Regions from separate parts of the Zea mays genome. Here region 1 is linked to region 2. Evidence: chromatin contacts called from public Hi-C data. All regions are on one chromosome and are shown on one strand. The core of a region is the stretch at or near the end of the contact, and the rest is flanking DNA. Distances in the headings are between cores, read along the strand shown. Region 1 holds the start of LOC103636512 (aspartic proteinase PCS1). Region 2 holds the start of LOC103636504.

What was found. Hi-C and Micro-C count contacts between places; a contact is called where the count stands out from the background.
Region 1: a contact with region 2 is called in a Hi-C map of tassel, with 2.6 times the contacts expected there. The contact joins the promoter of LOC103636512 here to the promoter of LOC103636504 in region 2. A contact is called at or near these places in 2 of 25 Hi-C or Micro-C datasets (ear and tassel).

The regions. Positions count from the first base shown.
Region 1 is chr8:175,407,267-175,410,037 of Zm-B73-REFERENCE-NAM-5.0, forward strand. It overlaps LOC103636512 (aspartic proteinase PCS1), which reads right to left and starts at 1,424. Exons shown (of 1, transcript XM_008658854.4): 1 at 1-1,424. The coding sequence starts at 1,270.
Region 2 is chr8:175,000,899-175,003,930 of Zm-B73-REFERENCE-NAM-5.0, forward strand. It overlaps LOC103636504, which reads right to left and starts at 1,544. Exons shown (of 4, transcript NM_001365402.1): 1 at 845-1,544; 2 at 415-747; 3 at 193-298; 4 at 1-115. The coding sequence starts at 1,282.

The DNA.
Region 1 (2,771 bases), core at 174-2,673, 410 kb after region 2:
ACTTGACAGGCGCGAGCCCGACGCGGCCGCGCTCCAGGTCGTACTCGACCCACAGGTTCATCTGGTGGTGGTGCCCGATCACGTACGCCGTCAGGGGCACCATGTCCGCGTTCCCGAACGTCAGGCACCACACGCCGTCGGCTCCCCGGCGCTCTCCGGGGACCTTGTACAGCAGCCTGTCCCCCGCCACCGACATCTGCGCGCCATTGAACAGCAGGGTCACGGGCGGGAGCCTCGCCGACGGCGGCGGGCGCCCCTTGGGCACGCGGAAGCAGGTGTCGAACGCTTCTTGGAATGCGAAGCTGGGGTCCTCGAGCGCGGGGAGAAGGGGCTTCGTTTGTTTCAAGAACTCGGCTTTGACGGCGGAGTAGGCGTCCCCGAGGAGGAAGGTGAACTGCGTGCCGGAGTCCACCATCGTCTGCCCTGCGCCGGTGTGGTCCGGCGCGAGAACCGACGGCGGGATCGGCAGGGGCTTGCCGCCGACGCGGATGCCGAGGAGCTGGACGGAGTAGGCCACGCGGTCGAAGTAGGGGAGCGGCGGGGTGGGCTGGTACAGCGGCGTGTAGTTGAGCGGCAGGAAGGGGAGGTCGCTGTGGCCGAGCAGCAGCACGCCGGCGTCGTCCCGGTCGGAGATGCAGTACGAGAAGCGGCGCGTGCTGGCCTGGGTGACGAAGGAGAGCGCGCCCCTGTTCATCCCCAGCAGCCCGGCCGTGGCGACGGCGTCGGGCGAGGAGTCGTACGCGGCGGACATGCAGCCGAACGCGGACCGCAGCGGCGGCGCGTCGCCGACGGCGAAGACGTCGGTGGCGAGCGCGCCGTCGGAGGCGGACCCGTCCGCGTACGACAGCGACACGCGGCACCGGCGCGAGGCGGCGTCGCAGGACGGCGGCGCCGGCAGGTCCCGGGAGCTGCAGCGCGCGGAGCCGCAGGGCACGGCGGCGAACGTGGCCGAGGCCCTGGGGCGGAACGAGTCGGCAGCAGCGGCCGCGGCGCGCCCCGTCGCGCAGAGCAGCCAGGAGAGCTCGCTGCCCGTGTCGAGCACCATGGTGACGTTCTGCGGCGGCGTGCCGACGGCGAGCGAGACGGTGAGGCTGACGTTGTGGTGGAACCGCAGCTTGCTCGGCGGCCGCGGCAGCGCCCCCACCGGCACCTGCCGCGAGCGCAGCGGGAACGCGCGAGGCTTGGCCCCGCCCGGCTCGCCGGCGACAGACCACGGCCGCGGCGCGGCGACGAGCAGGATGAGGAGACAAGCGAGCAGCGCTGGCGGCATGGTGGTGATTGCGACCCTGCGGCCGGGGCCTATGCGCGCATGTGATGCGAGGATGGTGACGGGTTCTCGTGTTGGATCCGCGGGGTGGGGGTTCCGCTTCGGCCGGCTCGCGGTCGCGGTGGGTTTTATGGAGGTGGCGCGGGGTGCGCAGGAGCACTGCACAGTGGTCAGTGGAGGGGTGGTGATGGTGACGCGGAGAGACGGGATGGGATGGGGGGCGAGGGAGGGGGCAGCCGGAGCGAGACTACGAGAGACAGAGACGCGTCACGCGTCCCTGTCGCAGGGACGAAGCAGCCGCGTTCTTGTGCCTGTCGTCTTGTGGTTTCGGTACTGGCGAGCGCCAGCTGGGCTAGTCACGGATATTTTTGTAGCTTCCTAGGAGCTCTCTCGCATTTTTTGCTAAACATTTTTACCGCTCCACTCAGGTCGTAGGGGTGCAAACATCACGAGGAAAATCTACACGTGCGTGCCAGCACAACCATCTTGTAGTACAATCGCACGTACACTACATTTCCAATTCGGTTCCCCTGCGGCTGTTGGCAAAGCATTGGTGGCGATAATACTCTGTTGCGTATTGTTTGTGAGTGCGCGCACGCAGCGCAGTCCGCCAGTGTCCTTGTGACGCTGGGTGCTCGCTGGCTGTATTGTATCGTTTCGTTTGTACTCGAGACGAACCTACTCCGCTTAAACCCGACAAGTTCGACGCACTGATGACTGTTGACTGGTGGTCTTTCCGCACGGCCGGAACTTTGGCCAGTTTTGCGCCGAAAACAAGCGCCTTTCGCTAAAGCACTTGGACTAACGTACCCCGCCCCATGATTAGTTCGCGAGATAGGTACGTACGTATGTATTGTCCTGGCCTGGCCGAAAGAACACGAAAAGGTAGGGCCTTTGGCCGCCGGTGGCATCGGCGGCAACATGAAGGCTCTGAACTGAATTGACTGTGATCTTTCTTGTTATACCGTGATGTAGAAGTAAACCTAGAACAGTTCCAATCTCCACGAGTTGAAAACTTGCCCAGCCAATTGTCCAATCATCCCAATCTCCGTGGCAGTGGCAGTACGTCGATCCGTCGGAGTTATGTTCTCATCTACCTCCTCTCCGGCATGGGTCATGGGGTCCATGCATGGAAGCTAACAGTAGTACGCGCGTACAGGGTGCGGTGAATACGATGCCTGCCTTCCGTTCCAAGCACAAGCAGGGGAGGCAGCGCATTGAAGCTATAAGGTAATCACACCCCGGAAGCAACAAGTACCGCAGGTTAAAGGCGAGGCCGGCCCGTCAGCCCCCTTTTCGCCCCGGCTGCAAGCTATCATTCATTCGCCCACCCGTCAGCGCGACGCACACTGCCGGTTCCTTCCAGCTCGCCGTCGCGACAGACCCTCGCTGCGGCTCGAGTCGAGTTCAACAGCTCACGTACGGTCTCTCTCCGCCACGGCCTGGCGGCCAGGCAATGCTCGCCACGCGCCGGTGCCGGGCACTTTTGTTAGCTACAATAATA
Region 2 (3,032 bases), core at 294-2,793:
GTCACGACGTCCCACAGGCCGTCGCTGGCCAGGATCAGGCACTCGTCGTCGTCGGTGCGCTCCGTCACCGTTACCTCCGGCTCCGACGACACGAACGGCTTCAGGTATCCGTCGCCTGCACGCGCGCGCATAAACCCGTCAGTTCAAGTCCAACGAGTGGACCCAAAACGACCCCGAATGAGCCCAGCTCACCTATGGCTCGAGACATGGCGAGGACGCCGAGAACACGAGCACCGTCCCAGTAAATGACGCGGCCGCCCGCCGCCTTGATGCGCGCCAGCTCGTCAGGCCGGTCAGGCTGAACGAATCAGGAAGTTGAGCACGTCAGGCTCACGGACAGGCGACGAAGACGCGGGGAGGGGACAGGGGAGGAGGCGCAGCGCCCTCAGCCCCGTGATGCACGAGTATACAGACCTTGTGGTCGACGGACAGCGGAACGGGGACGCCGGCGCGGGATAGGACGGCGCGGGAGTCGCCGGCGTTGGCGACGACAACGTGGGTGGGGCTGACGACGGCGACCACGGCGGTGGACCCCACGTGATCGCAACGCAAGGGCTTCTGCTGCTCGCACCTGCAGGAGGGCTCGTCGCGGCTGCGGCTGGTCGCCCAGCTGGCGGCCTGCTCGTCCAGTCGCGCGAAGCTCCTCTCCATCACGGCCTTCCACGCCGTCTCTTCGCCAGAACAATCTGCCTTCCTGTGCTCGTCCGCGACCACCTCGTGCATCATGTTCTGGCACATGGTTGCTACCTACAGCAAAAGCGCGAAACTGCGATCAGCATACAGAACTCCGCAAAAGGGATTTAAACTCCTAGATGCGCGCGCGTCGTGTACGAGTATGGCGTACGTGGGAGCAGCCGTGGCCGTCGAAGACGCCGAAGAAGTGCTGTTTGCTGGTGCCGGGCACAAAGTCCGGCCTAACGGAGACCGTGTCCTCCATCTCGCGGCGTCGGCCGCAGACGGAGGTGACCCCGTACCTGGGCAACCGCTCCGGTAGGGCAGGCCTGTCGGAGTCCGAGCCCGAGCCTGAGCCCGCGTCGGGGCAGGTGCTGGACAGCGTGCGCGCCAGCCTCTGCCGCTTGGCGGCGCGGACGTCCTCCGCGACCGGCGCCTCGGGATCGCCCGCGACGCGGAACCTCCTCATCTCCAACCTGCGTCGCCTCCTCTCTAACGCCGAGGAGGCCACTGCCACGGCGGCGGCCGCAGCGGCCGTGGCGGAGACTGAAGCCGCAGCCACGGCGGTCGCCGGCGTGGACTTGGCTTCTTCGCAGCAGATCTCGGCCATTGGAGGCGAGAGCAAGCGGCTGCCTCCCAGAAAGGCGCGTACAGGCGCGTCTGGCAAAGCCAAAGGCCTCTCTAGATTAACCCTCGGATATTGGCGAGAGGCCTAAACGAAGCACGCTACGCTTCCCACGCGAAGCAACGCAGGCGACGCCCTCCTCCTCCACTCCGTCCCCCGGAAATGGATGCAATGGCAAAATAGCAGCAGCAGGACAGCAGCGCGGGCGCGAGGCGAAACGAGCACGAATGCTTCGTGGGGGCAGTACAAGAGAGGCGAGGCGAGGCGGGCAGGGGCAGCCGGGCAGGGGGGCCGTCGCCGTCACGGGCAGCGCCTCGACACGTACAGCTGTTGCGACGTGCTCCTGGTCCGGCGCACCGGGGCCGTCCGTCCCGGCAGGATCCGGACGCGTGCCGGTATCTTGCTCAGCGCGATCGACACGTGGTGTGCATCGGCCACCGAGGCGGGCGAGGTGCGGGCCCACGAGGAAGTTTGATGGTGTGTTTATCGCCTAATCCCTGTGCTGCACACACGTGGCGCTCCTGGGGTGGGTGGGGCAGTCCGCCTCGGCAGCTGATTTATTGATGCCTACTATTGCGGTCCCCACCACATGGGTTCTGTCTCTCGGGCTGCCCAGAAAAATATCCGGACTCCACAGTAGTACGTACTCTTCCCTACCGCTCTTTGTTCAGGATTCGATGACATGTGGGGACTGGCTGAAGCGTCGCCCACCTGCCAGCGAGAAAGAGAGTCTCAGGGCGGGAGCACGAGGGAACGGGTGTAGTGATGGAGAAGGGACACGTGGTTGGGGCGGTCGCAATCAGTGGGAAGGTGGTCGGTCGCGGTACCGGTGGACACGTGTACAGGGCTTGCGTGGGGGGAGGCGGGCCGGCGAGCGGTGGTTGGGCGCTGGCGTGGCCACGATGGGGGCGAGGGGAGGTGAACCTGGGAAAAAGCGAGGCGCACGCAGATAGGAGCCACGCCGTGCAGAGATGAGAGAACTGCCGCTGCAAGATGCAGGGGGCGCGGCCGGCCGCGGCTGACAGTCCGGTGTGCGGTGTGCCGCACGTTGCGGGCTTGCTGGTGCCTGCCAGTGCCGAGCGGCGGTGGCCCGGTGCACTGCATGCGGGCAGGCGCCGAATGGGGGGCAGCTGGTGCATGCTGAGTCACCGCTCGTCGGCTCGGTTCGGTATGGGGGAAACTCGGGCCGGCGCGCACTTCCACGGCGCCGCGAACACGCGTCATTTTGGTTGGTAACCGTACACAGTAGCTCGGCGCATGTACGTACTACCAGGTACGTACTGGTAATAGAGTGGTCGCTGCAGCAGGTAGTACCTGCGGTCTGTCAGTGAAGTGGTAAAGCAGCCTGTGTAAGGGCTGCAACCACAGTGATCGCCATTCTTTTCGTGCTCGCTTCGGATTTGCTATGATATGGCAAGCATGACAATGAAAGCGGGTGAAATCAGATCAGCCGGCTATGTTTGAAGAGTCTATTATTCACCACGATACATATGGTTTGAGATAGATTATATATAAATTAGTTTAATTTACGCCTCAATTGTCTTTAACTCATGTGTATTTGGATGAATAATAGAGTATCCAAATAAGCTCTCAATGCGCGTCGATAAAATTACTCTCATTTCATTATCGGGTGCGGGACTGTTGTGTAGATGCACCACGTATGCGAGTATATGTCGTAGCGCGTTACCTGTTTATGATGCCCGTTTGCAAGTCGTACAAGTCAATTTCTTGGTGG